Regions from separate parts of the Hordeum vulgare genome. Here region 1 is linked to region 2. A link is a contact called in public Hi-C data. All regions are on one chromosome and are shown on one strand. Each heading gives the region's core, a stretch centred on a gene start, on an enhancer-like site or on the middle of the called end of the contact. The rest is flanking DNA. Distances are from core to core; before and after follow the strand shown. Region 1 holds the start of LOC123411626 (signal recognition particle 9 kDa protein). Region 2 holds the start of LOC123407292 (condensin complex subunit 3).

The links. Hi-C and Micro-C count contacts between places; a contact is called where the count stands out from the background.
Region 1: a contact with region 2 is called in a Hi-C map of seedling, with 4 times the contacts expected there. The contact joins the promoter of LOC123411626 here to the promoter of LOC123407292 in region 2. A contact is called at or near these places in 2 of 6 Hi-C or Micro-C datasets (leaf and seedling).

What each region holds. Positions count from the first base shown.
Region 1 is chr7H:110,966,821-110,971,716 of MorexV3_pseudomolecules_assembly, forward strand. It overlaps LOC123411626 (signal recognition particle 9 kDa protein), which reads right to left and starts at 3,227. Exons shown (of 4, transcript XM_045104590.1): 1 at 3,003-3,227; 2 at 2,832-2,900. The coding sequence starts at 3,074.
Region 2 is chr7H:110,374,119-110,379,511 of MorexV3_pseudomolecules_assembly, forward strand. It overlaps LOC123407292 (condensin complex subunit 3), which reads left to right and starts at 2,194. Exons shown (of 12, transcript XM_045100398.1): 1 at 2,194-2,574; 2 at 3,008-3,211; 3 at 3,298-3,443; 4 at 3,559-3,824; 5 at 4,117-4,202. The coding sequence starts at 2,194.

The sequences.
Region 1 (4,896 bases), core at 1,977-4,476, 590 kb after region 2:
AAAGGCCGATGGAAACAAGTTGCTCGTGCCACACTGGCCAAGCAATACAATTTAAAGATAGAACTGGGAGCTTTTGCTTTAGAACTTTAACAAGGGCATGTCAAGAGAACAGACAAATGGAAGCATCTAGTTTGACTTTCTGAGAAGAATAAGGTTTAAGTTAAGTCTAAGATGGGTCAAAAGCACACGTTACATTTGACAATCGCTATTGTTGCTAGTTTAGTACGAAGTTTCCATACTGGTTTTAGTTATAGGCTGGTCATGTACCACAGATATTTGGCTCCTCTAGCGTATAACACCACAATGTCAACCGAGCCAATTGATTGGTAATAGTTGAGTTTACTAATGTTTTCTTTCGATAGCATAAAATGAAATTGGTTCAACAATTCTATTAAATGGCTACCTAATTACAGGTTGGGTCGAATATAGGTGATAATGTGCTAATCTTAATAAAAGAACAAATAAACAAGAGTAACATTATATTTCAGACTTTACGTTCATTTATTAAATATAGCCACTATTTCCCATTTCACTTGACAGTCAGAATCACGGTGAGGGCAGAAGATTGATCACGGTGACATACAAAATCCTAGCTGATTCATTCAACTGCAGGACTCTATAGTCTTAACACAAACAACATCATGTTGGTGCATACCACTGTAGTCAGGTATAACTTTGACAGTATTTTTTGTCGCATTTTTACAACAATGGCTTTCAAATCAGGAAAAGGTAATAGGCAAGTGCAAAGTTAACAACCAATCCACCACAATCAGCGAATGATTAGGAATCTGGATTAGAAAACGCAGGCATGCTTTTATTTAATCCAGATTTTGGATGTCATATTTCACATCGAGTCATTAAAATCACATAGAAGGGATAAATAAATAAATTACACATTGTTTTTTCAATGCAGATACATGCATATAATATGATTGACATGATGACCGTTAAAGAAGCACTGCATTTAACAGCGCACATCATGGAACTTGGGGGGGGGGGGGGGATATCTAGATTATATGAATATAGTGTAATATTACGTTGGATGGTTATTCACCACATGCCTTACAAGATTACAAGAAAAGTCAATTAATTCGATCCATGACAACAAGGTAAAGCATTCCGCTACAGTGCCATCAAACAAGAATGAATAGATAGTTTGATCGATGCTTAGTTAGTAAAGTGAACAAAAACTAAAAGGCATTTCGAAGTTCTGCACAGAAAGTGACTTCCAATAGTATCTACGGCATTTCCTAGCACAATAGGACCTCTATGCTGAATGTGCTATCGTTGTCAACTAAAAGGCAAAGCTGTAAGCTGACTTACGTGCCTATATAATTACAGAAATTCAAATATTCCATCTGGAAGAGATTCTTCACTTGAAATATTATGCATCAATTCAATCATTGCAGCAACGCAATGTTGAACCATGAAAAAATGCTACACAAATGTTTATGATTTCCTGAACTATTGGGTGCAATCAGATGCACAACTATATGGTTGCATCATATTCCAAAGCAAATATGTCGACTAGAGAGTACTGAAGCAATTAGTAGACACCACCGGCACTCCAGCAGTATGAAATGTGGACAGGGTAGTTATATAGAAGTTTTATGAAGCCATTGGGAAAATCTAGTACTAACAAAATTATCAGAACATCTTAAGTACAGTAAGATATAACTTATGACTCAGTTTTGAGACATGCATATCCAGAAGCTGCAGTATTTTACCAGTGTATGTTTCAGCTGCACTAACTACAGGTCCCCCAACAGTGTAAAAAACATTTAAGTATGAGCTTAATAAAATCGTTCTTCAGGGTTAAGCTAATCACATACCAAATCCACATTTGATGATATATACAAAACTAAGGCCCAGTTCTTTTCCTGGCAGAACATTTAAGTATGAGCTTAATAAAATCGTCCTTCAGGGTTAAGCTAATCACCCAGGTTCTCCCAGAATATTGTATCCCTATGTTTTTTACAATCCTAGCTGTTCACATCCTAACTAGATAGGATTGTAAAAAAAATATGGATTCAAGATTCTGGGAGAAACTGGATTGAGGGTCGATTCTCAAGATTATGGGAGAATCGGCCAAAAGAACTGGGCCTAAGTAATTTTCTAGATGAAGCGAGGAGAGGGATATCATATACAAGTTTAAGTGGTTTTCAGTCTGTACTATATATTTTCCTGGCTCAAATCCATACAACTAAACATGTACTCTGCAGTCTGTACTATCTGTTTTCCTGGCTACGCATTCATCCAGGAACAGATAAACTTACTAGTGGGCACAAGAGTACTTTCGTCATGCACAACAATGATTTGCTTCAATTAGGAAGGAAAAGCACATATGCCCACCCACACTAGTGTAACTACTGTGAACTAATGCTAACGGCTGCTAAGGCTTTTATGGCAAAATCTCCTGGGTTTATGATATCAAGCAGACATTTCGTTGTAATTGGCATCTCACTATCTTTCTTGACTTGAAAATAAACTTGAGATGAATTCTATGTTTACAGGATGATTGTAAAATCAAAACTCCTCAAAAGAGAGATCAGTTTTGCTTTCTGTTAATGCTGAACGATCTAACTGCTGTAGTATTTTATCGAGCCACTTATACTATACCAAGCTATGCTACGTCACAAAATTCAATACGCAACACTGAACCATCCCACGCAATGCATGACCTACAATAACGCTCGATCGGCTCAATCCCTAGCTGTAACACGCATCTCGTAGTGACACGCGTGATCGGGACCTAAAACACACACTTCCTGATCATGAATTTGGAGTCAATCCCCAAATCTGGGCAAAACAAAGAAGCCTGGGCGCCGTACCTCGCGGTCGTCGGTGACCTTGAGCACGAGCTTCCCGTCGCAGTGCCGGTACTTCATGCAATAGCGAGTCTGCACACATGGGCAACGGATAACGGATTAGATCGAGATGCGGGCAGGGGGAATCGGGCATGGGTGGACGAGGGGGGAAGGAGGGATGGGGTCCCGGCGTACGGTGATGGGGTCGGCGCGGAAGAGCTGCACGGACCGGTCAACGAACTCGTCCCAGGAGTCGAAGTACACCATCGCTGCGGCGGCGCTGGCCGGAGGCTAGGGCTTCGCCGCGGTGTGGCGTGGTCTCGTCGGGATCTGGGGGGTTTGCTGGGAGGAGTCTGCCGCGGTTTGAATAGGGCTGCGTTCGCTAGACTGCTCCCTTGGGTCCGGTTCGGGGCTGAACTTGTGTTTGGAAGGGCGACGGGTAGGGCTTTAGGCTGTGTTTGCGTTTGGTTCCGCTTTTCTTACAAACTTCTGTTTTAAAAAAGCTAAGAGCAACTTTAACATGCCGATCCAAACGGTCACGTATTTTATTCGCTTTTTGTTTATTTGAGTCGGTTAGACCAACATGCGCACCCGCATTTTTATAAGGACTTGAGCGCCTAACGAAAGGCGGACCCAGATTTACCTATATAGAAAAAAACAGATTTCACAGAAATAAACATAATTAAACATAATGGCAGGTTAACCGCCGGTCAAAATCCACTTAAACCTAATTAAACATTAAATAAAACATAAAAAAGTCGGTGCCCCCACGTTGCCCTAGACGTCGTCGGCGTTGCCCTTGCCCTTGACGTCGCCATCGTCGTTGGTGAGGTCGATGAAGACGGGAGTCGGGCCAGTCCACCCGAACGCCGCTTGGTACGCTGCAAGGGTAGCCTCCTCCGGCGTCTGCTGGGGCACCGACATTGCGGCTCGCTGGGCGCGCTCCTCCTTCTCCCCCCTCCTCCTCCTCAAGTTGCAGTGCCTCCGCGTCGCAGCGCACCTGCTGCTCCCGAAGCAACTCCAACAGGACGACCCCAAATGGACAGTGTTTTTGTCCGTTTTTTGTTCGTTTGGGTCGTCCGTCGGCCTGTCTGTGTCTATTTTTTTAAATGGATTGACACGTGCATCCAACGGAAAGCAAGTGTGCAACAACATTGTGGTATTGAAATAATAGGAGAGAGGCGGGTGGGATAGGCGAGCGAATTAAATAAACACACATAGGTAAGTGCATGGTTGTGTGACAAGTAGCCAGGCCGGACACATGCAGACACCGAGGAGACGCGCGCGTCCGCGCCGACACATTTCAGTCCCAAATTTGAGCTAGAAATGGGTCGGCACGGACGCGAAGCGGACACATTTTGGCAATGGGTTCGTGCGTTGGGCCATCACTTTTTCCGTCCGGACCCAAACTGATGTCGGCGGATGAAATGGGTCGCCCCATTGGGGTTTCTCTTGGAGCATCTCGACCCGCGCCCCCAACAGGCCCTTCGAGGTCATTTTTTTCGCCAGCGAGGGAAAAACGTTTCAGTCGCGTCTCCAAGAGCCGTTTTTTCGCTGGTTAGGGCCGAAATTGGCTCCGGCGGTCCCAGCCCGAACCGACCGCATTGGGGAGGGGGGCACCTGGGGACGCCGGCGAAGGAAAAACGACGCGACATGCCCCGTGTCAGGCGAAAAAAGGCCTTTTCTTCTCCGGAACCGCCCCTAGCGAACCACGCCTTTAGCCACCGTGCCGATTCCGGTGCCGCCCACCTGCCTACCGCCGCTACAAAAGGCCATCTCCCTGTTGACGGTCGTAAGGTTCGTCGCGGCTTCGCTCCCTCCCCCGTCCCCCGCTTCTTAGCGAGTTTTCTTGGCGCTCCGGGCACGTACGCGGCCGCGTGTCCGCCACGCTCGCCAGGTGTTTGGCGATTTGCCTGGGCGATGGACTCCGATGATGAGGAGGCGTTCACGACGCTACTAGAGGAGAAAGCTGATGCTGACGCCCAGGATGAAGAGGACCTCATGGTCCTCACCTCTCTGACCGACCTGTTCACGAGCAATGCAAAGCGACGGCGAGGTGGCTCTGTTGGTGAACGTTGCATAGGAAACG
Region 2 (5,393 bases), core at 944-3,443:
ATTTTTCCATAGTACCTAACGAGCAGTCATATTTACATTGTTAGTCCATTAAAAATCATATTATTATATTTATATTCTAATAACAACATCCATTACTTATTTTTTTTACATATAACAATTTAACAAATATTCACAGATGACTGTACATCTACGCATAATAATTTATATTGTACCATCATATTATTATATTTATATTGTAATAACATCCATTATTTATCTTTTTTTACATATAACAATTTAACAAATACTCACAGACGACTATACATCTATGCATAATAATTTATATTATACCATTTGTCGCGACACTACATCTATAAAATAAATACAAGATAAATTACAATATGTCATTAGTACCTCTGGTTTAATAAGGATATCCTTACGAATACAAAATATCACCAGTATAATATCAGCGAATTCGATCAATTATCATATGAACAAAAATATTACACACATAATTATTTCCGTGCTAGCAAAAGTTTTAAAATACATATTACATGCATATATATATCATGAGTCATATATCTACGGGGTTGACAAATTATCACATAAACAAATATATTACACACGCGTCTTGCATGTAATAATACTAATAGAGTTAACATATTATTACATGTTTAACAAAAATGCTAGTTACACACACATTTTTTCGACTGCTTTCTAAATACCAGTTGCATGCAAACACGAACAAATCACCGGTAATATATGAACAGAGTCGACCTATTATCACATGAACACAAATATGAACATAGTCTCATACCTTGATCTTCAATTTAGTAGTTCATATCGCATGACAAAATAGTTTCACAAAAGTGATAATACATTCCCTAAGACAAAAGATAAATACATATACTTAGAAACTAATCAAACAAAAAAAAACATCATGCATGCAAACACGACCAACAGAAATGGAAAGCTCTTACCTTGATCTATCTTTTTTTCAACTACAACGTCTTTAAAATAGTTTCACAAAAGTGACAATACACTCCCTAAGACAAAAGAAAACACATACTTAGAAACTAATCAAACAAAATAAAACATCATGCATGCAAACATGACCAACAGAAATGAAAAGCTCTTACCTTGATCTATCTTTTTTCCAACTACAACGTCTTCAAAATCTAACTTTAAACCATCCAAAATCGCAACTTAAACCTTCATATGGAGTAGTTCTTGAGAAGAGAGTGAGAAAGAGAAAGAGAATAGAGTGACATAGAAGGCGACGGCAGGAGAAGAGAGTGAGAGAGGAGGCAGCGACGCAGTTCGTTTATAAAGAAGAAGTTTCACACTGTTTCATCGGTGAAGAGCGGGAAATTTGTGCCACTGTTCCGTCAATGGAGACTGTCTCAACGTAGAAATCAACGACCCTGGAAATCAGCGCAGTCAGTGGAAATCAACGCCGCAACAGTACCGGCCGCTTCCTCCCGAGGTGGCAGGTCCCGCCTGGCCGCCAGCTGCCGAGGCGACAGGGCCCACACCTCTGTCGCCGTTACGTTGCCGCGACGCTGGAACGGAAACGTGCGTCGGCCGCCTGGGCTCGTGGCGGCAGGCTTGTCGGCCGCCTGTGCTCGTGGCGGCAGGCCCTAGCCGCCTCGGGCGGTGGCGACAGGTGGCATGTGTCGACTGACTCGCCTGCCGCCACGGGAGGTGGGGGTCTTTTCCATAGATTTCATCCACATGTGGTCCTTTCTGACAAATGCACTCGGCTAAGGGTCCTTTTGGACAAAACTTTGAAAGAGAGGAAGAGGACGGATCGAGAGAAGAGGGAATAAGATTTCTGTGATGGGAAACGAAAGACACGTGATAAGGCTGCGAGTGGTGAGGCACATGCGGGACACGCGTCATAAGAAGGAGGCAGCTTATGAGCGCGTATTATCAGCCGGTTGAAACAAAGTGATTTTTTAAAGATAAAAGGGCGTTGAGATTTCAGGAAAAAGAAAGTGATTGGTTCTAGCAGCGCCGCGGGCCATTTTGGGCCTGCCAGCCATCCGCCAGCCTTGTGAAGTTTGAGCCCATGAGAATCTCCACACGGAAAGCGGGAAGCTCAAAAACACACGCGCTCTCCACTAGGTGGGAGCACGTCTGCCGTCGGCCGGATCCGCTCCGCATTTCGCCTTCCCTCTCGTCAAATTCAAAATCTCTCCCCCCAAATCCAAATCCCCCCCTCCTCCCCCCCCCCCTCTCCCCTGCCGCACCATGTCACCCGCCGCGGCCGTCTCCAGCGACGACGAGACGAGGCGCCTCGCGCGCGAGGCGGCGCGCGTGTTCGACGAGTGCCGCGCCTCCCTCGCCGTGCACCCGCGCAAGCTCCGGGAGCTCGCGGCGGTCCGCGCCTCCGCGTCTGGCGGCCGCTTCCTCCCGGCCTTCTGCAACGCCATCACCCCGCTCTTCGAGGTCCCCCGCCGCTCCCCGGCCTCCGACCGCGTCACACGCTTCGCCGTGGCCTTCGCCTCCTCCTCCGCCTCCGCGGGCGCGGACGGCACCGGGTTCCTCGAGGGTTTCCTCCGCTTCCTCCTCGTCGCCTCCGCCGCAGCGCTCCGACCCGCGCGCTTCCGTGCCTGCCAAATCATCTCTGAGGTGAGTGTTCGGCAAGCTGTGAGAAGATTTCTCTCAACTTGATAAGAAGAGTACTTCACTTTCCTCTAGATGCGTGATTTCGTTTTGCCTAACTTCAGTTTTCATTAGAGATTTAGAGTATTCGAGGAACTTGTATAATTGCTGTTGCAAACGTGGTTAATGATGTGTTCCATTCTGTGCCTGTTAGCCTTAACCTAACTTCGATCTGGCTACCTCAATTAGTCCCAGTAAAACGTTAGTTAAAAGTTAAAACCCCTGTGATACCTGCTGCCCCCATGCAGCTTTGGTTACAGTGATTTGATCCATTTCTTTCTGCTTTTTAAATTGCCTGTGAAGAAGAACGTAATTTGAGCTATTCTTAATTCAGGTAGTGTCAAGACTACCACTTCCACATAAATTACTTACTTGCTGACATTGGCAATTTTTCTCGTAGATCATAATGCAAGTACCGGATGATGCCGAGGTGAGTAGTGAGATTTGGGATGAAGTGATTGATGGCATGAAGATTCGGGTTCAGGATAAGATTCCTGCAATTCGGGTTTTTGCTGTCCGTGCATTGTCTCGTTTTGCGATTGACGAAGAGGATGGTGGCATCATCGGTATCTTTCTTGAGACTCTAGAAAAAGAACAAAACGCTGTATGTTAGATCAACTCAGTACCCTTAATATTTCTTTTACATTCCTTGTTATTACATCTGATGGAGTTTTTGTTTGATTTGAGAAGGAGGTCCGAAAGACAATTATTTTGTCTCTTCCACCATCAAGTGCTACACTGGAGTCAATCATTGAATCAACAATTGATACTAGCGAATCAGTTCGGAGGGCAGCATATTTTGTGCTTTCAACTAAATTTCCCCTCCAAAGTCTTAGGTGAGCAATTCTTTCCACTGGAAGTAGAGAAGCCAGTTGACCAATACCTACATATGAAATGCACAACTGGTTTACCAACACCATGTGAGAGAATTGATGGCTTCTTTTGGTTCAGCATCAAGCAGAGGACAACTCTCCTTCACAGAGGCATCTCAGATAGGTCTCCATCTGTGAACAATGAATGCTTGAGGATGCTGAAGGAGGAGTGGCTTGTAAAGCATTGTGGTGGAGATGTCATCGCCCTTCTCAGGTTTCTTGATGTCGAGACTTATGAGTCAGTTGGAGAATCCGTGATGGGGGTGCTTCTGAAGGATGGTGCTGTGCGAGTGCAAGATGGGCAAACTATCATGCAGTACTTTACTGAAAATACCGAGGATGCTGGTAAATCAGAACAAAATCACATGCCTTTTATGTTGCAGATTTCCGTGAAGTTCAATATGATCATGCTGAAAACTGAATTTCCGAGAAGGAAGCATGTGGTTGCAGTTGCACTTGAATGAAATAAGTAATCCTGAAACAAAACAATGAAAGTGACAAACCCAACGACTAAATTGTATTTTTCTATTGTCAAATTGATTTTCTATTATCAATTATCAGGTTCATAAAGTTTGTCGTTTCCCATCATAACTTTCCGCTACTGGTAAATATCATCATCCACACTATATTTGTGCAGAACAAGTTTCCAGTATCAAGCTCATGGAGGCTGAGGTTGCTCTTTACTGGAAAGTCATGTGCATGCACTTGCAGGCTGAAGCTCAGGTAAGCATCAGTCGTTTTACCTTTGCTATGCACCACAATTGCTGAACAATTGTTTATGGCACTCCTGCAAGAAGGTAGTGCTGCATGTTTATTTTCGCGATAAAACGTGAAAGCACTTGTGTTTTTTGCAAGTATATATGTGGATTACCTGACCCTTTCCATCAATTTGGACTTTTGGTTGCGTTGGCTAGTGCATGAGGCTTGACATGGTATCAGGGCCCATAGTCTTGAGTTCAAATCCTGACTTTCGCAATTTATCCAAAAATTGTTGCTGGCCCCCCTCTGTATCCATGTATAGGCCTCTTGAGTCATACCTTTGAGTCTATTCACGTGTTGGACGCGAGAGGGGGTGTTGCATTGGCTAGTGCATGAAGCTTAACACGTTTCATTTCATTGGAAAGTTAGAGATGTTCATATACGCAGAGAAAGGTTCAGAAGCCTTGATAGAGGACATCCCAGCACCCGGGCAGTAGCACTCTCAGTCCTAAGGCACCAGCTCTAGCCCAGAGTCTTGCCTCCTTAATTCTGGCCACCATTTACACATCTATTGTGTCAATGTGCCATAATTTTCCTACCTTAGGGCGTGTTTCTTTGTTTCTAGCTTGACTTAGCCAAATCTTGGGCAAAGAGTTCGGCAACGGTTTAGTTGCAACCATGTAGGCATGTACCTGACCTTTATATACTCATTTTTTTATTTGTTGCACCTTTACTCATTTTGTAAATTTGTAGTCATTTTTTACCACAAATGTGATAACCAATTTGCCCACCACAAAGACTGTGGCTTGGCAAACTTGTGGCACCCTTAGTAACTTGTGGTATGCCACGGCTAGGTGATTAGGTGTGCCAAACTTATTGTAGTGAACTAAATAGCCCTTATGTGTTTAGCACATTAAATAACTATTCCTTCCAGGATTTGAACATATGAAAAGAGAAATACATTTACCTTTGTCTCAAAAATACTTCAAAAATAGAGAATTAGTTCATTGCTTTGGATCATTGCAAATATCAGTGGTGTTGAAAAATACCATCAAGTGCCACTGACACGTGTCTACAGGACTCAACTATCAGTATCATCCAATTCATACATTGTGATTGCACCAAATGACTAAAGCTATAAACTGGAAAATACCGTCCAATACGAGGATGATAGTTTGAGCCTGGGGTTAGTGTCTACCTTTCATATGGCACAAT